Regions from separate parts of the Zea mays genome. Here region 2 is linked to region 1. A link is a contact called in public Hi-C data. All regions are on one chromosome and are shown on one strand. Each heading gives the region's core, a stretch centred on a gene start, on an enhancer-like site or on the middle of the called end of the contact. The rest is flanking DNA. Distances are from core to core; before and after follow the strand shown.

Region 1 (6,923 bases), core at 2,098-4,597:
CTCGTGGGTGTCAAAATTTAGAGTGCTCAAAGCTTGAGAGCAAAAAGGAATTTCTATTCTCAAAGGCTTTACAGTCATGGGTATATCCACAATCGCTGTTGCCTTCCTCTATCATATCTGCTATGCTCTCATCAACTGCAGGAGGTGGTAATCACTAGACCTTAATTTCTCCTTTCTGTGAATGTAATTCCATAAAAGTGACATTCTCTTTGCCTTGTAGAAAGTGATTTTCTTCTCAAAAGACATCAGGACTGGGAAGATTCATTTCAGAATCTTTACTACATGCTCCGGAAGAACATGTTGAATATATTCTATGGTACCTTCTTACTCACAGAGCTCATATTGTTTGCACAAAGGATAGTGTCACGTTCTTTTTGTAACAAAAAGTCAAAGAAGTAGGTCATCATAATATATGCAAACACCTATAACCTTGTCTATGGCAAGCAATAAGCAGTTAACTACATTTCAGTTTTCTACATGCTGATGAGTGGCATTTGCACCTGTACTTCTACTAAGTGTTATTTATTGTGCTTTCACTTTATTCAAAACATGAACGATAGCACATAGTGATACATTTTACTCAAGGTCATCTTCATGTGTAGTTCCATTTTGTGTTCCTTATCAGTTTGGAATTTGTTATTCTATATCGCATTATTAATCTGTCTAATGTCATCTACAACAGTGGCTGAACTTTGCTTTGTTGTTATAGTTTATACAACACAATTTGTTGCTCTCTTCATTAGTGGAAGCTGTTTGGAGAAAAAGCAGTCTAGTAATGCCTACTTATCACAATCTACACGTGGCCTACGCTCATTACTACGGAAACATGTGAGTTCATTCTGATATATTTGTCAGTAATGTTTCCACAGCATTATTTTTTTATGCTTCACACCTTACGTATTCCATGGCACACTGCACTTGTTTGGTTTGGCTTCTTTCCGACGAGCTTTTCTGAGAATCTGGATCTCTGGAGAAGCTGGCTATGGGGAGAATCGGCTGTTTCTAGAATCTACGCATGTGGAGGAAATGCGAGGAAGCCGAAGGGGCACGAGAGTGATTTGGCCGACAAGCTGCTCGGCTTCTCGAGGCCGTGGCCCCTCGGCCGATACCCACGAACCGTTGAAAACACGATTCTCGGAGAAGCGCTTCAAATAAAATCTGTTCCAAAATCTGTGTTTGGGGATTAGAAGCAACTTCTGGCAGCCAGAAGTCAACCCCCCCCCCCCCCCCAATAAGCTGAAACAAACGGGTCCATATATTCTTACTAACCAACCATTAAGGCACTAGTAAATGATACTGATGTGTAGACTGTAGATACATGTTGGCCGTTTTTCAACTGTCAACTATATTTGTTGGATGAAGTCCTTTGCCTACCGTTGCCTGGTATGATAATGGGACTGATACAGTAATTTCAAAATACCAGAGACAATTCAAGCTTATTTAACCCTTTTTTTGTATCTCTATACCACATTAAAATCATTTTATCTGAATGGATCACCTTGTAACCACATCAGTTTGCACTGTTGCCAGGGCGTTTGCTTTTCTATGCCTCTTTGCAGCACTGAAGTGGAGCAGGCTACTGAGGACGACCTTATTGAACTTTCAGAAATCGAAAGGCGCAATGTCGGACAGGTTTTGGTTTCCTCCCTGTTTCGCCTGGTTTGAATTTAGCCACTCTGCAGCTACCAACTGGATGTAAAAACAAAAGATAACTGAACCTGCAGGCACTCCATTTGGATGCTTTATCTGACGTGGATAACACCACGCAGTCGCTGCTTTCGTTTACTGGCAACGAGAACGTTCATGGCCTATACGACGTTCTATTGAATTACAAGTACGGCGCATCTCATTTTGTCGTATAAGCTCATCCTTGTTTTTGCCTCGAAAGTTCTGTTGTATAAGCTCATCCTGTGATTCTTCAGGTCCTTGCTGAATTCATTATCTGCTGTGGATGTCCCAGTCTTGTATTCACCCCAGCCATTTCAAAATGGCTGTCTACACATCCCAGAGGTATTTTTTTCTTCTTCTGTCAATTCTATATAGTTTTATCTCTTTTGTCTGTCTCTGCCTTTTTTTTGTTACTAGGAAACTTGGTGACTTGGACTCTTTTATTTAGGAAGAAAGGGGACCATGTTAGTGCGACATGTTAGAAATGCAAACTGGTGCATGTGGAAGCCCTGATTTTGCTAATGCATAATAATTAGATCTGAAGCTGCTACACCATCACCATGCTTAAAATGTTTTGTTTCTGTATTAGTGCAGTGGAAAGGAGGTTACATTGAACTGCGCACCATCCTTTAGACTGAATTGCGTAATTGCAAAGTTTGGTTTTTTTTGGTTTAATATAAAAAAAATCTGATCCTCTGAACCTACTATGCATCTCTCAGGTGAAGTGTAGGGAGATGAGGAGAGCAGACATGTCATCCGGCGGGTTCGACACAGAACAGGGATCCGCATTTGCGTCGACGGCAGGCAACGTATGCTACAGCATGGAAGTAAAGGACGCGGTTCTGCCGCCATGGGTGGTCTCTGGGCTGTGCGCCGCCATGAGCTTGGACGCGACCAGCTTTGATCTGACGTACGTACGCGCAACCACTCCCCCGCCGGACACTGACTCTAGTTCTGCGCTGAGCTTTTGTCGTGGGTTCTCTCGCAGGATCGCCACGGAGCCGTCGTCGATGGGCTTGAACGTGGCTCTCGACTCCATGGGCACCACCACCACGGATGTCCAGCCTGAAGGATCCACCCCCTCCAGCTGCTCTGCGCCCACGACGCCCTTGGTGGGTGCCGTTCCTGACGCGGCCCTCGTCCCTGCCCTGCACTCCGCCTCGCTGCGCCGCCTCACCTACACGGACGGCGGCGGGTACGTTGCGCACACAACCGTGTGAGCGCCTCTGAGCTTGAGAGCCCGGCCCTCCTCGGTATGCGCAGCGCAGCGCAGGCTTGTTCTTTTGAGAATTTGGAGCCTGCCCTGGCCTTTGTCGTACAAGGACGACGTGTCGTTACACGCTTGGTTGGGTTGGATGGTAACTAAACTATGAGGCCAGACTTCTTCTGGTGGTCTGGAAAAGGAACACTTATGCTTGAACTCGGTGTGTGCTTTTTGCCTGGTCGTACTGTCGTTCAAAGTTGGGACCGTTCTTACCTTGCCGTGACACCGCCTGTTGGTGTGAGCTCCTGCTGTTTGAATTCTGAAGACAACCATCACCGTTCTGCGGTTGACAGAGGACGGTTTCTTGATTCTTTTTTTCTTCTCTCGTGTGCATTGTATTTGTATTGCACCCTGCACTTGCCGGCTGTCCCGGTCGGTCTAGCACATCCTGCTGAGTTCCTGACTCCTGAGCCAGGACCGACCGTCCAACCAGTTGAAGAACGGACGGAGCGGCGAAAGGCTGAGATGGCAATTCAAAAAATCACATGGCTGAGAAAACAAAACGAGACGGGAATAGGATGAGGTAGACTAGAGGACCAGGTGGTTGCGGGCCACCACGCCAAGTGTCGTCTGTCGCATGATTCTGAGACAGGAGATTAGCGCAAGGCCCGAGGCAGGAAGTCTTCTCCGGGCGGGCCCCGCAGATCCTTCCCACTCTTTCCCTGAGTTCCCTCTAGGTACCACGAGGCCGCTCATCACCCCCCGCAACGCGACAAACGGGCGAAACGGCAAAAGCAGCTCCCCCTGCGGCCTGCGCGGCTGCGCCCGCCCTGCAGCTGCTCTGCTTCCCTTTTTTTTTTTGAAATCCTCCGCTTCCTTCCTTCTGCTTCTCCTCGAGGGTCGAGGCTCTGCCGCTCTGCTATGCTGCTGCCGCCACTCGCTCGGAAAAAGCTTCGTCCTTTTCTCTCGCTCCCTCCCCTCACATTCGTTCCTCGCACCCTTCCACTTTCCGCGTCTGCGCTCGGCCGCCCATGAGCGCCTGCGGGGGCACCATCCCCGCGTCGCGCTTCCTGCGCCGCCGCGCCGCCGTGCGGGACCTGGGCGGGGACGCGGCCGCCGGCGACACCGACGCCTTCTGGGCCGCCCCGCCCCGCCTCTACGACTTCTCCCAGCAGCAGCAGCAGCAGCACACGGCCCAGGCCGCGCGGCGATCGCCCTCGCCGGCGCCGACCAGCCCGTGCCTCCTCGCCCGGAAGCGGCACCAGCAGTCCCCGTCGCCTCCTCCATCCCCGCGGCGCTCGCCTTCGTCGCCCGGGACCTGCCTGCTCTCCGCCCTGCACCGCACCTGCGTGGGCTGGGGCGTCACCAGGCGCGCCGAGTACCCCAGACGGCACCGCCCGGTTTCTCCCGCGGCTTGTGGGCAGGTTACGGGGATGCACACGCACGGGCGGGCGGCGGCTCGGTGCGTGGACGAGGACGAGGAGAGCACCAGCAAGAACAGCAAGTGCCTGTTGGCCGTGGGCAAGAACGAGCTGGAGGAGGAGGTGGGTCAAGACCACGAGAGCTGCCTGCACCGCCGCCGCCGCGCCAAGAAGGCCCCGTGGGCCGTCAAGGAGGAGCAGGAGACGTCAGGTGAGGCGGCGGAGGAGGGCGCCAAGCGCGCCAAGAGGACCCCACTGAAGCATGAGGCGGCGGCGGCGGCGGAGAGCAAGCCCGCCGGCGCCGCCACCGCCACCGCCACTCCCGACTCCGGCTCGCCACGCGGCAACGGCAAGGTCGACCGGTGGGCGGCGTGGCGGTACGCGGCGGGCGAGGCGGCGCTGGCCAACATCCTGCGCGAGCGCGGCGCCACCGCCGGCAATCCCACGCCGCGGGCCGTCCTGCGGGCGCAGGCGCGCCGCTTCATCAGCGACACCGGCCTGCTCGACAACCTCCTCCGCCACGTCGCCGACAAGGTCCCCGCCGGCACCGCTGACCGCGTCCGCCGCCGGTATAACCCGGCCGGAGGCATGGAGTACTGGATCGAGCCGGCCGGGCTGGCGGCCGCGCGGCGGGAGGCCGGCGTCGAGGACACGTACTGGGTGCCGCCGCCCGGGTGGAAGCCCGGAGACCCCGTGTCGCCGGAGGCCCGCACGCTCGAGGTGCAGAAGCAGGTGGAGGTGCTCGCCGGGGAGCTTGCCGTCGTAAAGAGGTCTCCTTTCCCGTCTTCTACGTCCCTTGTTGTAGCCTTATGGATTGCAACTCCTCCTTGCAATTGTCATGAGTTTCGATGATACTCTGATTAGATTCTTGAATGCATCAAGTGCCAATACTTGTTTCTTTGCTGAAGTTGACTTGTGATTTCTACGAACTTAAGGCAAATGGAGCAGCTCGACTCCAATCTGGTGCAAATGAGCAAGGAAGCCTACATCTCATGGAAGGTGATCATACATCATACCTTGTTGATATGAATCTCATTCCTGTCTTTCGCTGTTCATATTTTCATTAAACTTCTAGCGCAGAACTGAAAAATAGGGTATCCATGTGTGACACTCTCACACATAGCTGTGACTATGCTCTGCACCTGTAAATTGTAATGTTGTGCACATATCTAGTTCTCGCTGGATATTGGTGTTTGATTTCATTTGGTTAGCTACATTTGTACTGTGCATAAAAAATGGTAGAACAGCACCATATTTTGCTTAGCTTTGATCCACTTGTTACTGTCGCTTCTCTGAAGTTGTGAAACCATCATTTATGTGCTTTACTTGTCACATTGCTTCATCATGCTTAAAGTAGACCTTTTAATCTGCAATTCTGTGCACACACTGGAACTACACTTATGCCCATATAATGTTATGCTGCAAGTCTGTTTCCATCAGTACTTAAAGAACTTGATGAAGAATGAAAAGTTCATAGTTTTTGTTCATTGTAGCATTTTAATTTAAATAGGTAGCTACTCTCTTTGGTGTCAGGGGTATGACTGTATGGTCAAGGCCAATGGCAAGCTGGAAAAAGAGGTGCTGTCCTTGGAGGTATGCTTCACCCTTACTGCTACCAAAGCTATTAATCTAATTTGATGCAAGATTTATCTTTCTGACTCCGTTACTTACCCACTGTACCCCAACTTGTTTGGGAGTAAGAGGTTTGTGGTTATTGAATCCATTAGTTATTTGCTAGTTTAGTTCAGTGATGGCCATGGCTTATTGTGGGCTCTCATTTTCAGGAGAAGTATGAGACTGCGGCACAGGTGAATGGGGAGCTGAAAGAGCTGCTGCTGCTACTGAAGGTACGTCGCTACATTCAACCAATCTTCATAATTTGCACCTCAGCAAAGTGACGTATCTTTCTGGTAACATGTGGTACCTTTGTATGATGAAGTGTTGGATCTGAGACTCTGGATCTGTTTTTCAGGATAAGTATGATACTGTGCTTGAGAAGAATGAGAAACTGGAGGGCCAGATGGTTGCTCTGTCCACTTCTTTCCAGTCCATGAAGGTAAACTCACTATTTAATGGCAATTCTGCTGCACAGATATTTAGCGAGCCGCTGCTCTGTAATTTCTTAGTTTTGCCTCACTTTGAGAGACGTCCATGATTGTGTATTTAGCAGTAGCAACCATCGGTGTACTGATAGAACACTGCTTGTGCATTGGACTGTATGTGCAGGAAGAGTTGCTCCTGCAGAGAATGGAAGAACACCCTCTGCTGATGCTAGCGCAAGAGCCTTGGGAAGGTGACAAGCGAGAAGCCGGTGGTGCGAACAAGGCTTTGGTGGTGTGTGCAGGCGACCAGCTGGCCGGCGCTGATGCCTTCGATGGCAGCTTCAGCAGCAACCACAGTGCCTATGGTGACGAGAAGATGGTGCTGAGGAAACGTATCTGCGTGCGGGAGGGAGCATGCCAGTGGCCTAGGTCTGCTACTTCCAGTGGCGCTACGGCTGGCAGCCCTGGGGACCTGCCGGAGCCGCTGACACCGGGTGCGGATCTGATCGTCACTGACTTCGACACCATGATCGATAGCCTCGCGCTACCGTCCATGGAGGAGTACCTACAGGTCGATGGTCTCCCCAC
Region 2 (6,923 bases), core at 2,911-5,410, 710 kb after region 1:
CGACTAAAATAAAATAGAAGACCTAACTCTATACCGAGTGTCTGCAACTCCTTCGACGCTCGGAATACGAAGACCTTCATCTTTTGATTCGTTGTTTCAGTCGTCGCTTCAAGTTCTCATCTCAGGGATTGTTTTTACTGTTGTAGTACAACTTCTTGTAATGCGACCTAACTTACCATTTGCTCTGCAAAACACACGTTAGTCACATATAATATTACGTTGTCATTAATCACTAAAACCGACTCAATAAGAATAGCAAGCTATGTTTTTGGCATGACTGTGTGATTTAGGAACAGCGGTTGCACCTGCCGAATGAATAAGAATAGCGGCAGTTACACCTGAAAGTCATGTTTCTGCGATTATGTGTCATGCTACGCCCGAAAGCCCCGTTTCCGCGATTGTGTGCCGCGCAACACACGAGCATTGTAATAGTTTAAATATAAATTTGGGATTAACTGCAAATGATAAACCTATGCCTGATCCTAAAGTTTTATATATAAGCCCACTCTTTAGTTGCTTAAATATTTCTACTCCGAGTGGTCGGTAGCTCAATTCAGGCTCCATGAGGGTGAGCAGTATATTGTTGCATTTGGACTTTAGATGAATATTGTGGCAGTTGTTGGTATGTATGGAAAACTATATAAATGTCAATTTGATTCATTTATCGGAGGAGAAATGCTATATCTAGAGTGCTACAGTTTCCTAAAACCGTCAGATCAACCATAGCAACATAATCAGTGCATAGGTGTCTATTTATCTCTATATATTTTCGACGGTTCGACAGTTTAGCAAAATCGAGAAGTTATAGTTAGCATAGACATGATGTGTTTACGGACCGTTACAACCAAACTGACGATCTAATCATGAAATATATAGTGAATTATGCCAATATAATTGAGATTCATTGACAGCGAATCCCACCGTTGTAGCCTCCGTGGTATTGGAGTTAAGATAGACTATGTTCCATGTTTTATGTGTCATTAAGTGTTAAGGTAATTGGGGATATATGTAGATGTGATCCTTTAGAATGGATGTCGCCGCTCTTGTCGGTGTTTTGTGTCAAACCGCACACCCGGGGTTACCCTCGTGGTGCTTTTGGGTAGGTCGGTGTCGCAGATCGTAACTCGATGGTTCACGCTCTGGCAAGAGAGAGAGAAGCGGATTTCAGCAGGTTCGGGCCACTTTGAAGAGCGTAATACCCTCCTTCCTAGGATGACTTTGTATATGGATGAGATTACAGTCGGTGATTACTGGACTGAGGGGATGCTAATGAGATAAAAATAGATGGGGTCCCCCTTGGCCTTATATACACAACCATGGGCGTCTTCCCGCACAAGTATCGATCGCAGTCTTCCTACTTATCTTCTAATTAGTAGCAAACATCTTTTACTATCTCGAGGAAAATCCGGCGTTTTCATGCCGAGATATCCCCGTCGTTTTAGTTAGGATGTCGGGCACGGGAACAAACAGACCCGACATATCCACGTCTATGCCGCGACTAGCTTGGACGTGGGCCTCTTTCGCCTCTAGATTGGCCTGCTTTCATTGTCTTTGTTCGTCTGGCCCATGATGGGACGCTTGAGAGGGGCAACTGTCACGTGGCCCCGAGCGAAGTTTTCGCCCTTGTGTGGATCCGAGGATATCCATCTCCCACAGCTCTACCATGACAAGATAGGTGGATTGGCAGGTGTTTTGGTTTCCTTCAATATTTCAAAGTCTATATCTCCTGCATCAAAATTTCTTTATAAGAGAAGCACACCCAGTAATGCATAGTAGCATTTTGGATGGGCATATAGGCATATTGGTAACAGTATATATAATCACCTTTAGCGTTGATCAAGCATAGGTATATGTCATCCAGTTTTGATGAAGTAGCCCTCATTTATCATGAACCAAACGCACACAATTTGTAACAGTGGCATATTCAACTCTCATATTATTGGATGATATTGGATGAGTAGGCTATACATATCAAGTACTCCCTCCGTATCAAAAATATTAGTCGTTTTAGCTCTTGATTTTTATGAAGATAAACCTAGATACATATATAAAATATATACATCAAATGTTGTATGAATATATTAATTGGTGTTTAGGCTTTGTACCTTGTTTTTGATAAATTAGACTTGCTATATTTGCTGATGAGTATAGTCACCACAATAAGTGCGTGCCCACGTTGCTACGAAATCCATAAGAATTACCTACATTAGATATAATATGAAAATATTTGGACAAAATGGCGCAACACGCACAAACTATGACCAGAATAGCCCAAACGACAAAAATGAAATATGTGGATATATATGACTTATCTGTATCATTCATCATCAGGACAAAACATCGTCTACTTGTAGTAGTAGTAGAAACAAAAATAACAAGAAAGAAAGGGCATCTAGAGAACAACGATGCAGGCCAGCAAGAAACATTGTAATCGATCGGGACTTCGTGTAACTACAGCCTATGGCTTGCTGCTGCCTGCTATACACAACGGCGGCGGCACGGCTCTGCCGCGATCAGTTAGACATAGTACAACCAGTGAGGGAGACGGCCGGCGACGTCACTCGTCGGAGATCGGCGGTCCACCATAGTGGACGCTGCACATCTTGAGCTCTCTCGGCATGTCGATCTCCTCAAGCCACGCCAGATGGCCTTGGCCCTGGCCCCGCTCCACGTCCTCGCCCGCAGCCACCACTGCAGAGCAAAGACACGAACCGGTCTCCCATACGTGAGTCACTACTCTAGTGCAACGGCAAGAACTCATGAGGTGAAAGATGCGGCCACTTACGCGAGTGGTGTGCGTACGGTAATTCCGCGTAGTACGTGCAGTCCCTGTCCTCCTCTATGGAGTAGGGGGGCCCGAGGACGTCGAGGATCGCGCAGGGCGCCATGGCGGTGAACCGGTGCATGTTCCCTCCCGCCGTCGGGTACAGCACGGAGGTGTCGCACGGCGCCGTGAAGACGTCGTCCACCACCAGTTCTGCCAGCCTCACTGCGCAGGAACAGAACAAGATCATAGACATCAGTGCTGCAGTGCAGAGGGGTTAACAACAGAAACAGACGATCAAGCCGGCGAGCGGCGACAGTGAGTGGCAGAAGCTTACGGCATGGGCCATCGGAGGACGAAGAGCTGGTGGTGCTCGTGGCGGAAGAAGGATCGGGGTCAGCAGTGTTGAGCCAGTCGTACGACTTGACGTGCATCGACCCCAGGAGCAGCTTGCTGAACACCGTCATCCCAGGGTGGTTGTGGAGCGGGATCACCGCGTTTCGCGGCAGGAAGAGGATGACCATCTGCCATAGACAAGGGGAAGGTTAGAAAACACGAGCTTTTTCAGCATTGCTGTAGTACACACACACTATCGAAATAATTCTGCCTACCGAGAAATTCGGGCATTTGTATATCGTCGTGTGCGTTATGGTCGGGGTGCCACCGCCACGTGTGGCGTCTCGAGCCCTGAAGAAGCTCAGGTCCGGGCTCAGGCCCACGTCCTCCGGCCGCATCCTGTCTGCATTTTGGTAGGAGAAGGAGTTGAGGTTTTTCAGTAAACGCATGCACGAAACAGGTGCATGATTGATGGATGCATACTATTCTGTACAGGAATTCAGATTCAGTATAAGCAGAGCAGCTAAGTGCTAGTGCTAGTGAAATTGAACAGAGTACGCGGAGGCCATGCCGGTCCATGACAACCAGTTCGTTCCAGATCGATCGCTGAAAATTACGAAATGTTCTAGTTTTTTTTGAGTCGGGTCGTGCATGGCTCACCGAGCATGTGGCGGAGCAGCTGGACCTCGCCGGGACTGGGCACGGTGCCGGGGCCCCGGAAGACGTGGCGGCAGGCCTGGAAGAGACGCTGCACGGCGCGGCGCCTGCGGCTGCAGCTGCGGCGTCCCGGCGCTGCTGCCCCGGCCGGTGGGCCCGCTGGAACCGGGTGCACCCGGCGCCTCTTGGCCTCTCGCTCCGTCGGCGCCGCCGCCTCGAGTAGGTCGAGCTGCAGCTCCACAACCCCCGCGCCCGCCGTCGCGGCCGCCGCCACCTCCATGGACCGAGCAACAGGAAGCGAGGGAGGAAAAAAGGAAGGAACGCGCTAGCTTAGCTTGGTGGTAAGACGAGGCAGGCAGTCAAGGCAACTAGGCAAGCGCGGAGGGTGGTGGCCGGTGGGTGGTGGAAGGAAAAAGGGGCCGCGACAGCAGGCGACTATAAACAGGAGGCGGAGCGGAGGAGGGGGTGACGGGGAGCCAGCAAAAACCGTGGGCTGTGTTCCCTGCCGCCACCCATCGCGAGCCAACAGGAAAGCGGGCGGGCGGGAGGGAGAGGATTGCCCCCCCTGCTGGTCACTGTCGGCGTGGCTGGCGGTGGCGGCCCGGTTCGCGGGAAGCGGAAAGCGCGGCATAACCAAAACCGACGGCGCGAGCCCGAGGCAGGGCGACGAGGAGTAGATTAGCACACAGTTTCCGGTTTCGTACATCACAATCGTTATCCGCTACGCTGCCACCGACACGTGGGCCCCACCGCGCGCCCGCGCTTGACATGCCCATACCGTTTACTTTCCAGGAGCGGTTCCGTCCGCTCTCCGCTCCGGAGTCCGGACTCCGCTAGCCGTCGGCTCGTCAAGCCCGTTTCCACGGGGGGAATCCATGAAAGAACACTAGTTTGAGACAGTGTTGAAATAGCACTCTTTTTTAAACAATTCAAAGAACAACACCAGTTTCATCAAATGAATTCAGAAAACAGCATTAATCTATATTTTTCATTCTTTTATTTCTCACCTCACAAGCAAATGGACCATATTGCCCCTATCATTTCATAGCCTTGTTTTATTATCTATTCTTTCAATAGGAACAACATAAATGCATGCAAGTATGTGAGCTCTATTTTTATATTGGTAAGCATAATGTTGAACATAAAAATAAACATAGATGTTCTATAAAGGAAGAAGTCTAGATTTAACCATTGAACTTCAAAGATATATTTTGCGGTGGAGAGAGTAGTTTTTAAAGAACATACAATTTTTTTGAACATGACGGGTGATTGAAGTTTTTTGAAAAAAAAACAACCACTTCAAATAAAAAAGAACAGAGGATATACAATCGAAGACCTTTCAGTGAACCAAGTATGTCTAATTTCAACAGTTCGATAACGAAGATACCTAGGTTTGAAGTTCATGTTCAATAGTTAAATCTAGACTTCTTCCTTCATAAACAATGTGTGTCTGTTTGTATGTTTAACACTATAAAAAATGGAGCTAATATATTTTATCTATTTATGTTTTTCTTATGGACAGAAGAGATAAAAAGAGGGTTATGAAATGAATAGGTGTACTTTGGTCCACTTGTATGTGGTATAAGCAATGAAAGAATGCAAAATATAGATGAAGTGCTGCTTTCTAAATTAATTTAGTGAAACAGGTGCTGTTCTAAGAATTACTTGAAAACGGATGCTATTTTCTGAATGTCGTTTCAAACCAGTGTTGTTTTGTGGATTCTCCCGTTTGCACGGTGTGAGTGCTGACACTCCGTTTCCCACTGTCGGCCTTGTTTTCATGCATCCACCTTAATTCCGTCAGTTCTAGATACCACGACCACGACATCAGATTTTTTTATATTATTTTTTGCAGTCAAACATATTCAGCTCTCTGTCACCTTCGTCATCTACTCCATCGAATCTAAGGGCCAGGCTCTAGATTTTACTAACTCTACTTATAAAAAATGCATTTTAAGTTTCTTAAAAAACAAGAAGCTAGCATCTTCTAGCTGAAAAACCAAACACCATAAACCAGGTTCTAAAAGTTAGAGATAAAAACTGAATTCTTAAAGACTAGATTGCTTTCAAACAAGACTTTAAATTTTGAAGGGAAAAGAAACTTTTCTACTCATTTTTACGGTTTATTGACTAGGCGGCTTTCTTGCTCTCGAGTTAAGCTAATACACGTTCCCTTCCCACTTCCGGCATGCGTGTGGTGACCTGTCGACCTCACGTGGCGTCCATGTGCTGACAAGGCAAGGCAAACAGTGGTAGTAATCGCCAAACCTGTGGGTGTCGTCGCTGCTGGATTCTCCGCGCAGGCCTTCTCTGACTTCAACAACAGTTTAGCTAGTCTGTCCTCGCTAGCGGGAACGTAAATAGATATATAATAATAAAAAAAACTCTAGATCAGTATAGATAAATAAAGTAAATTTGGTTTCTTAACAAAATGAATACACTTGTACATCGATTGAACACAAAGAGGAAGCTAGATTTTAGTTGCAATTAGAAATGAAAGCGGTTGAAAAAACAGCTAATTGTTTTTGCTGTCTTTTCATCTAAAACTAGATCCTGCTGGGCCAGGCATAGGCATATATAGCTGGCAGCTGCACGAGCCTGTAGCAGGGCGGAGGACGACGACGACGACGAGCTGAGCCAAAGACAAACAGTGGCCACACGTCTCCATCTTTTGAAAATACAGTCATGCTAATAAGATTTTATCTATAATACTCATTCTTTTTACATGAAAAAAATGGATGTCTTAAGTGACAGTTCCTTCGTTACCGGATTCGTGATCATGATGTCGGTTTTTGCACTTCTTTTAATTGAACTAACGGATACTTTAAATATATGCTTCTTCTTTTAAGTACCTATCTATCAGCCACCTGGAGGAAGGCATACCTCCGGTTCAGTGGCTAATCTAGCCAAGAATATGGTTGACGTCAGCAACATCAGCTTTTATATATGATATAATTTTTTTAAAACTTTAATAGTATTTTGCTAAAATGATTTATAAATTTTAGCTGACCTCTACAAACCTCTAAATCTGCCCCTGCTCACTCACAGCACGCTCTAGGATCCTGGTCAGGCCTTGTTCGTTTGTGTCGGATTGGTGGGTCGGAACGATTCCGAGCCGGATTGCTTCTCTAATTTATATAAACTTTGATTAACCGGAACGATTCCG

What was found. Hi-C and Micro-C count contacts between places; a contact is called where the count stands out from the background.
Region 2: a contact with region 1 is called in a Hi-C map of leaf mesophyll, with 2.5 times the contacts expected there. The contact joins the promoter of LOC103640631 here to the promoter of LOC103640625 in region 1. A contact is called at or near these places in 3 of 25 Hi-C or Micro-C datasets (ear, leaf mesophyll and tassel).

The regions. Positions count from the first base shown.
Region 1 is chr1:180,114,046-180,120,968 of Zm-B73-REFERENCE-NAM-5.0, forward strand. LOC103640625 (Protein DYAD) reads left to right here and starts at 3,348. Exons shown (of 7, transcript XM_008664066.3): 1 at 3,348-5,063; 2 at 5,229-5,292; 3 at 5,827-5,886; 4 at 6,078-6,140; 5 at 6,266-6,349; 6 at 6,520-6,923. The coding sequence starts at 3,904. LOC100274059 reads left to right here. Exons shown (of 15, transcript NM_001360529.1): 8 at 1-144; 9 at 221-316; 10 at 710-828; 11 at 1,531-1,632; 12 at 1,725-1,834; 13 at 1,923-2,010; 14 at 2,388-2,578; 15 at 2,657-3,086. The coding sequence ends at 2,888.
Region 2 is chr1:180,823,561-180,830,483 of Zm-B73-REFERENCE-NAM-5.0, forward strand. LOC103640631 (2-aminoethanethiol dioxygenase-like) reads right to left here and starts at 4,161. Exons shown (of 5, transcript NM_001329842.1): 1 at 3,761-4,161; 2 at 3,376-3,503; 3 at 3,102-3,288; 4 at 2,786-2,989; 5 at 2,268-2,691. The coding sequence starts at 4,037. The coding sequence ends at 2,558.